2 separate regions of the Mus musculus genome follow, and region 1 is linked to region 2. The links are chromatin contacts, called in public HiChIP or PLAC-seq maps. All regions are on one chromosome and are shown on one strand. Each heading gives the region's core, a stretch centred on a gene start, on an enhancer-like site or on the middle of the called end of the contact. The rest is flanking DNA. Distances are from core to core; before and after follow the strand shown. Region 1 overlaps Gm2a (GM2 ganglioside activator protein). Region 2 has its middle 12 kb from the start of Pdlim4.

What was found. HiChIP or PLAC-seq counts read pairs in DNA pulled down with a chosen protein or histone mark.
Region 1: a FOXA1 HiChIP or PLAC-seq map of pancreatic cancer cells shows a contact between it and region 2. The contact joins two enhancer-like sites. A contact is called at or near these places in 3 of 39 promoter capture datasets (embryonic stem cells, liver and pre-B cells) and 1 of 115 datasets of contacts at active chromatin or transcription factors (pancreatic cancer cells).

The regions. Positions count from the first base shown.
Region 1 is chr11:55,101,002-55,105,536 of GRCm38.p6, forward strand. It overlaps Gm2a (GM2 ganglioside activator protein), which reads left to right. Exons shown (of 4, transcript NM_010299.3): 2 at 2,586-2,747. Among named protein-coding and RNA genes, the nearest start is that of Gm2a, 5.3 kb to the left of the region's middle. Within about 2 kb of position 1,465, at least 21 of the 459 cell types and tissues checked have an H3K27ac peak or open chromatin away from gene starts, as enhancers often do. A contact at or near this core is called in pancreatic cancer cells, where this site is marked.
Region 2 is chr11:54,079,150-54,083,424 of GRCm38.p6, forward strand. No RefSeq gene overlaps it. Among named protein-coding and RNA genes, the nearest start is that of Pdlim4, 12 kb to the left of the region's middle. Within about 2 kb of position 1,417, at least 33 of the 459 cell types and tissues checked have an H3K27ac peak or open chromatin away from gene starts, as enhancers often do. A contact at or near this core is called in pancreatic cancer cells, where this site is marked.

The DNA.
Region 1 (4,535 bases), core at 215-2,714, 1.0 Mb after region 2:
CCAGGACTTTAGGCATGTTAGGCGAGCTCTCTACCACTGAGTTACACTGCCAGCCTGGGGAACACTTATTTACACTAGACTATAAGCCCCACAAGGCAGGGAAGAACTGCTTCCTATTGTTTACAAAGCCTCAGTCCAGGCCCTGAAATAGTCGCTTCACAAATACTTATGGAATGAAGTTTGAGCAAAATACCTGCTGGTACCTACCCTGGCCCTGCCTTTCTTAGTCACAGTGTGGCCTTTCATTCCAGGAATCAGAAGCCCATGCCAAGAAGCTTGAACATGGAGTTTAACAGGCTTACATGGATCTCACGGAGTTGGTGGCAGGAAACAGAGGCCAGGGAGGCACATGGCTGTGTTTTAGTGAGCCAGCTCATGCTTTGTGTCTGACACAATGTCATGAGTTGTCACATACGTGTTCTCACCTTGCAACAGTTCTGGGAGGAAGATATAAAATGCCTCTACTTAAAAGATGTGGAAATCAGAAATCAGGACTCCAATTGTATGTGTTCCAGGCTGGGATTCCAACCCAGGTCTGTTTGACTGGAACCTAGGCTTCCTGCCTGGCACTCCAAAGCCATACCTGTCCCAGGTCCCTGGGATGCTTGTTTTCCATCCCAGGCTGGTTATGAGCTCACTGTGTGTTTGAGGATGAGTTTGAACATCAGAGCCGAGTGCTGGGATTACAGGCATGTGCCCTGTGCTGGTCTTGCTGGTCTTAGATTGCCTTTTGTTCTTTTTTGAAGACAGGGTCTCACTATGTAGCCCAGGCTGCCTTCAAGCTTGAGATCCTCCTGCCTCAGCCTCCCTAGTGCTGGGATGACTGGTGTATGTCAGCATGCCTGGCTCCTTTAGTGCTGTAGTAGATCATATAGGTGACTGACTCTGTGTTCCTTTCCCATAGGACAGAGGGGCTCTTACTCTTGTCTCCTCAACTCAACTTGGAGCTGAGCCGCAAGTGTACGTGCTTGGAACCCACCTTAAAACTTTTGACCCAAGGCAGTGCCAGGCCTTGTGTCATAAGGGTCACATACATTGCCTCTGGCCATAGGGTCACACACACAGCTTCTTGTGTCATAATTCCAAGGCTTGGCAGAGAGAAGCTGTGGTCTAGCACGGATCAGGTGTTCTCTGGGTCCGGATGGTTATGAATGGGTTAAGATGGAGGCCAGGCTGGCAGATTTTCTAAGGCTGTGTGTGGATAATGGCAGTGCTAAGTGTCTTTGTAGGGGGTTTTGGGGGTGGGGCATGTGAGTGTGTTTTGAGAGGGAGAGACAGGCAGACAGGCAGACAAACAGACAGACAGAGGTGTAGAATGAATCCCAGATCCTAAGGTTCTGGGGGCTGGTGGTCACATTTGTTGGATCTAGGTCACGTGGAGGAAGATTTGAGAAGTTCCTCTGCAGAGGAGTGGTGGGTGACTCAGGTTGTGCCTATGGTGTGGTTCACGACAGGGGAGTAAGAATGTGGGTGTAAGGTGAGAAAGTCATTGCTCGTCACTGAGGGACCTCCTGTAGATCTTGTCCTGTGGGTCTTGTTCCCTGGACGCTGAGGCTTGGGTTACTGTTGTTTCTCCTTGTGTTCTTTCTCCTTGTTCCCCCTTGTTGCCGACCTAGGATTGGACAAGGGGTGGGGCATAATCAGGCTCATGGGCATGGAATACAAGGGTGACTTTCAGCAGCTTGTCTTGTGGTGACCTCCCAAAGCTAGCTGGAGAGAAATGGGTGGCAGGGTCAGAGCTCAGAGAAGGTACCCTCAAAGCTAAATGAGGCTAATACCATTATTAAATAGAGTATTTTCTGTATTCATTGACTTGTATACAATGTATCTGTATCGTATCCAATCCCACATTCCCTTTCAATCCAGCGCACCTGCCTGCCATTTTTATCTTCTCTTAATAACCCACTGAGTCCAATTATTGCTTCTCATATGTGCATGGGTTAGGACATGGCTATCTATGAGTATCACAAGCCCCCAAGGTATAATGACTCCTCCTCTCTGTAGCCACCACTGCCAATACTTCCTTAGCTAGGGGTGATTCCTCTCTCCCTCCCTCCCTTCCTCCCTCCCTCCCTCCCTCCCTTCTTTTGTAGCCTAGGCTGGTTTAGAATGACCACATCTTCCCTTGAGTGTTTACATTATGGGCTTGCACCCATACAGCTAGCTAAGTCTCTCTCTCTCTCTCTCCTGCCCTGCCCCAGAACAGGGTCTTGTGTATCTAGACTGGCCTGACATGGGCTATGTAGTTGAAGATGACCATGAATTCCTGATGTTCTACCTCCCAAGTGTTGCCCCTGCCACCACACTGGGTTTGTGTCATGCCAAGGATAGAGCCTAAGGTTTCCAATATGCCAGGTAGACATTCCACCAACGGAGCGACATCCCAACCCCCTTAGTTTTAAAGTTCAAGGTCTGATATAATGGGCCTAGGCCCTGCACTTTGGCATTTTGCCTGAAGAATGGGTCAGACAAGTGTGACTGTTACCATGGAGCTCAGAGGGGAATGGGCAGGCCTCCCTCCAACTCTTGTATGCTGAAACATTTCTTTTCCTCCACTTCTCTCCTTGCTGTCTCGTTGTCCCTAGCTTTCCCAACTTGGTGGCTTCTCCTGGGATAACTGTGATGAAGGAAAGGACCCTGCAGTGATCAAAAGCCTCACGATCCAACCTGACCCCATTGTGGTTCCTGGAGATGTAGTCGTCAGCCTTGAGGGCAAGACCAGCGTTCCCCTCACTGCTCCTCAGAAGGTAAGCCCCAGGCTGTGTGGACGATGGACGGGGAGTGGGCAGCCAGCAGGCGCCATGGAAACTCATGCTCATAGATTGTGAAAGACTTCAGACTTTGCAGACTTACCACAGACTTTCCCGGGTTCATAGAGTCTCAGGGTCAGGGGATGGAAGGGAAACCCAGGTCAGCTGGGATTCACCCATTCATGCACTTGGATATGGCGGCCCAGTGTTCACCATGGACTCCTCTGTGTTGTTTTGATGTATAGCCAGTAGCCAGGGACATAAGGCTATTTTCTTTTGTTTTGAGACAGGGTCTCACTCTGTAGCCTATGCTGGCCTTGAACTTGTGGTAGGCCTGCCTGCCGCAGTTTGGTTGTGGGCATGAGCCGCCACAATGTGGACTCTCAGAGCTGAATGAACAATGCTGTTTCCTTTATCCATACTGCATGCATTTATTTTTTAAAAAATACATATGAAAACAAGCAGTGCTTTGTATGTATGTTTTGAGGGAGGGCTTTATGTAGCCTTAGCTGGCCTTGAACTTGCTGTGAGCTCCTGGCTCTCTGGCCTCCACTTCTTGAGTACTCAGATCACAGGGGTACTACCACACCTGGAATGGACCCCGGGGCCTCTCATGCATATTAGGTGAGCACTCTGCCAAAACCACATCCCCAACTTTGTTTCTGTTCTTTTGAGCCAGGGCCTTCCTTAGGTAGTTTAGGCTGCCCCACAACTTAATGTAAGTACCTAAGGATAGCCTTGAACTTCTGCTCCTTCTGCCATCACCTCCCGAGGACTGGGATTACAGGCGTGTGCCACCATGAATAGCTTCTATTAAATGTCTTCTCCTAGCCTAATTCCTTAGGAGCTGCTCATTGTTGGCTGTTACGGATCCTCCCAGAATCTTCACTCATTGTTCTAATGAGACAGCGTGATTAATTTGGGAGACGCCATGCGGGCTAGAATTTGTCCGTATAATAATGATCTATTCATACTCTCCTGACTATGTACCTTCACATTAAATGTTTTTATTTATTATTCTTGTGTCTGCATATGGAGATGTGGGGTGAGGCCCACACGACACAGGGAACAGGGACAAGTTGTAGAGTTGGTTCTCTCCTTCCACCTTTTTGTTGGGTTCTGGGGCAGGAACTCGGATCGCCAGGCTTACAAGGCAAGCACCTTGTCCTGCTGAGGCAGCCCGCTGGCTCAGATGCACGCTTTTAAAGCTCTTTTGATAATCAATGCCCAAATGTCTCCAAACAGCCAACCAGGTTTACACCTACACTGACAGCTGTGTTTTCTTCCCCACACAATTTTTGACACTAAGAGTCCGAGTCTTGGCCAGTCTCTAATGTCATCCCTCATGAGGGCGAGCGATCCTTTCACAGTTCACTTGCTTTTTAGATCTATTTGGGGACATCAGCTTATTCCCACCCATTGCCCAACTTTGCATGTGTTTTTGTATATTTTCTTATTTTATAGTAAAGGCATCTTGTGGCACTGTTTATTGTAGCTCTTCACTCTCTGGTTAGAGTCACCACCTTTCTAAGATGTTCTTATATGCCCTGCAGTCTCTTTCTGGTCCAGACCTATTCTGGAACACGTTTAGATCATTTAAGAGATTTTGGGAGCCAAGCCTGGTGATGCATGCTTGTATATTATAGCACTTAGGGAGAAGTACAGGAAATTCAGGAGGTCAAGTCATGTTCAGTCTCACGGCCAGTTGGAGACCACCCTGTACTGTTGGGCTCAATTTTCTGAGTCTTAGGCATCTCTTGAGCAAGAACTGAGTTAATCAGTAAT
Region 2 (4,275 bases), core at 167-2,666:
CAACCATAGTAAAATCACTAGGTTACCCAGAGTAAAGACACTAGTTGGCAAGAAAGAAGGCGGTCAGTAGGAGTGGGAAGGGGATAGGAGACATGTGCAGGGATGAATACAATCAAAGTACATCTATATGTGTATGAAATTGTCAAAAAGTAATTTGCTGTTGTTTATACAGCAACAGAACAAGGGTTGTAATCTTATAATTTTCCACAGTGTAGAATGAGCCTCACATGGATTCATTGTGTGTGTGTGTGCATGTGTGTGTGTGTGTGTGTGTGTGTGTGTGTGTGTGTGTGAGAGAGAGAGAGAGAGAGAGAGAGAGAGAGAGAGAGAGAGAGAGAGTATAAAATATTCACCCTTTTAGGTTACCTTTCTTGATGCTGCAGCAAAATACCTGACAGGAACAATTTGGGAAAGGAAGGCATGGTGGCTGGGGTGGCTCTGTTGTTGGTTGGAGTGAGTGGCCTGAGCTGTTCACCTCTGACAGATCAGGAAACAGAGAGCCCCACTAAGAATCAGAAATGGGCATCATGTTTAAAGCTTGCCCCCCCCCACCAGTGACCCACTTCTGCTAGCTAGGCCACAGTTCCAAAGGTTCCACAGCCCCTCAGAGCAGAGTCACCATCTGGAAGACAAGTACCTAAACATTTGAATGCGAGGACCTTCCCAAATACACGGTTATTTAAATCATAACTTTATGTTTACATTATTACAGTACGGACAGGTTTCTAAACAGTTCGGATACTTACATTCAACGAGAAGTTAATAAACGGGGTATGATGACTCCCACCTGTGATCCCAGCACTCAAGAGGGGGAGGCAGAGGATTTCTGTGAGTTGAAGGCCAGTCTGGGTTACAGAGTAAGATCCTGCCTCAAAATACAAAACAAACAAATAAGCAAACCAACCAAAAAACTGGCCACCATCAAACCCCAAAACCCGGAGCTCATAGGAAGCATAGGTAGACATGTTTAGTCTTGGGGTGGGAATCCTTTTTATTATCACAATGCTCTGCTTTCTTGTTATAGATAGGTTAAAGGGTCAGAAGGATACACTGGTGACTTACTGACTTGTTATTTCTGGTTTTCTTTAAGATTTCTTTATTTTGTTATTTTATATGTGTGGGTGTTTTTCCTGCATGTATGTCTGTGCACCAGGGGTATTCCTGGTGTTTGTGGAGGCACAAATGGTTGTGAGCCACTGTATAGGCGCTGGGACTTGAACCTGGGTCCTCTGGAAGAGCACTGAGCACTCTTAACTACTGAGAAGATTTCTAATTCTGGAGCTGGTGTTTGAGGGCTGGTATTTTTATTGTGTTTGTAACTTAAAACTTGTGACAAAGGCGTGTTAGTGGAGGGAGGGATTATGTTGACTCACAGCTGGAAGGTACAGCGATCAAGGAGCAGGAGGTGTGGTGGCAGGAAGGGAGGCAGCCAGCCCTCTGCACCGCAGCCAGTCTGCACCTGCAGCCAGCCGGGAAGCAGAGAGACAGGTCAGTCCAGGGCCTCAGCTCGTTTGCTCCCTTTTCTTTATTCAGGAGCCCCAGTCCATGAGACAGTGACCCTCCCACACCTCAGTTGACCTACTCTAGACCATCTTTCACAGACATGGGGATTCGGAATCCCGGCAAGCTGACAAGATTAACTATCAGACCTGTCTTCTAGTTATGTTCTTTGTACTAGCAGCCTGTGTTCCTGTCTTTAGGACTGAGTTTCCATCAGATACCATTTCCCTCTGCCCTTGAGAACCTTCTCCAACACTTCTAGTGCCACAAAATCTACTGCTGGTTGTTCTATTTTCAGTAGCAAATCTCTCTCTCTCTCTCTCTCTCTCTCTCTCTCTGTCTGTGTGTGTGTGTGTGTGTGTGTGTGTGTGTGTGTGTGTGTGTGTATGTGTGTGTGTGTGTGTGTGTGCATGTATATGTGTATTACTGTGTGCAGTTCATGTGCATGTGTATGGGTGCACAGAGGCCGGAGTAGGACATTGGGTACTCTGATCTATCACTCTCCATCTTATTCATTTGAGACAGGGTATTTTACTGAAACCGGAGCTAGGCTATCAGCCACAAGCCCCATGTGAGCCTCCTTTTTCTACCCCCACACCTTTAGTTTACTGGCTTAAACATGTTTTCCTTTTTTTAATTGTATGTATATGGATGTTAAGAGGGCATTGGATTCCTCGGAACTGGAGTTATGGACAGTTGTGATCCTTCATATTGGCATTGTGAGTTGAGTGCGGATTCTCCGAAAGTGCCCTTAACTACTGAATCCCCCAAATCCCTCCACCTTTATTTTAGGAGACAGGGACTCTCACTGTGCCTTGAGCTTCACTAACCAATCAGCTGGCTAGCCACTGAGCTTCACTAACCAGACCTGGGTTGTTGGCCTGCGCTACCATGCTTGGCTTTTTGGTGAGTTCTGGAGATCCAAACTCAGGTCCCCATATTTGTACAGAAGACACTTTCCATGCTAAGCTGTCTCTCCTGTCTCTGTTTCTTTAAGATAGTTCTCTGTCGCCCGCCAGGGCTGGCCTTACACTTCTGATCCTCCAGCTTCAACCCCTTGAGTGCTGAGATGGCAGGTGCAGGTGCACTTCCATGCCTGGCTCTCTGGATCTAATCTTCATCGTCTCCCCTCTTGGCTAGCTATTGCATTTTCTGTTTCTTCACGTGCCTAAGAGCATTTGATCAGAGATAATGGGAACTGTTGGTACATCATTGTTATGAGTCCAGGTATTATTTCTCCTTTAAGTGTTTCACTAGACAGCAAATTAACCAGGAGCCCCATTTAGTTCTACTGACTTTATTAGGGGAAACTTAAGGTACTGTAGTGGTAGAGTACTCATGCTCTGAATCGGCTTTCTAAGTTTTTTTGGGTGGTGGTGGTGGAATATATATATATATATATATATATATATATATATATATATACACATACATATATATACACACATGAATACACACACATACATACATATATATATATATATACACACATATGTATATATATGTATATGTATATATGTGTGTGTGTGTGTATTCATGTGTGTACAGGTCTGTGTATGCTTGTGTGCACATAAAGGCCAGAGGTTAACTGCAGGTGTTATTCCTCAGATGTAATATACCTCCATTCTTTACAAATAAATCTTTAGTTTTTTATTAGATTTCTTCATATTATTTTATGTATGAGTGTCTGTCTGCATGTATGTTTGTGCACCATGTGCAAGCAATGCCTGTAGAGGCCAGCAGAAGGCATCAGATCCCCTGGAACTGAAGTTAGAAAGGATTACAAACCATCATGTCTATGCTGGGAATTGGACCTGGATTCCCTGAAAGACCAGCAAGTCCACTTAACCACTGAACCATCTTTCCAGACTATACACTTTGATTTTTCAGTTGCTCGCTGGCCTGGAACTTGCCAAGTAGTCTAGGTTGGCTAGCCATTGAGCCCCAAGGATCCACCTGTCTTTGCCTTCTCAGTTCTGACATTATTAGCACACATAATGCCTGGCCTTTTAAATGTGGATTCTGGGAACTGAATCCAGGTCCCTGTGTCTTCCAGTCAGGCACTTTAGCAATTGAGCTGTCTCCTTAGCCAATTCTAAGGTTTTGATGGAACATTCAGGTTGTTCAGCAAGTTAGGGAGGAGTTTCCTTTCTGGCTGATCAAAACAGGTACCAGCACAGTGTGACCTCTGAAATCTTCATTTACAGGCTTATGGAACATTGCACGTGCACCTGTGCAGCATAGATAAGAGTCTGATGTGGATCTCTGTAGCTTTGTGGGCTCTTCCTTAGGGCGGTTCCTTCTGCTTTGATACCCTGCTGACATATTTCAGCCACCGCATGCACACTCTATTTTCACTCTCTACTATCCACTAAATGAGACCGTTGCTCCATTCTGGCTGTTTCCCTCTGTCACAGTTTGGTAAGTATCGTAGTTTGAATATACTTGGCCCAGGGAGTGGTAGCATTTGGGGGTGAGCCTTGTTGGAGTAGGTGTGTCACTGTGGGCATGAGCTTTAAGACCCTCATCCTAGCTGCCTGGAAGTCAGTCTTCCACTAGCAGCCTTCAGGTGAAGATGGAGAACTCTCAGCTCCTCCTGCGCCATGCCTGCCTGGATGCTACCATGCTCCCGCCTTGATGAGGATGGATTGAACCTCTGAACCTGTAAGTCAGCCCCAATTAAATGTTGTCCTTATAAGAATTGCTTTGGTCATGGTGTTTGTTCACAGAAGTAAAAATCCTAATTCAGACAGTAAGAGTCCGAGGGAAAAGCTA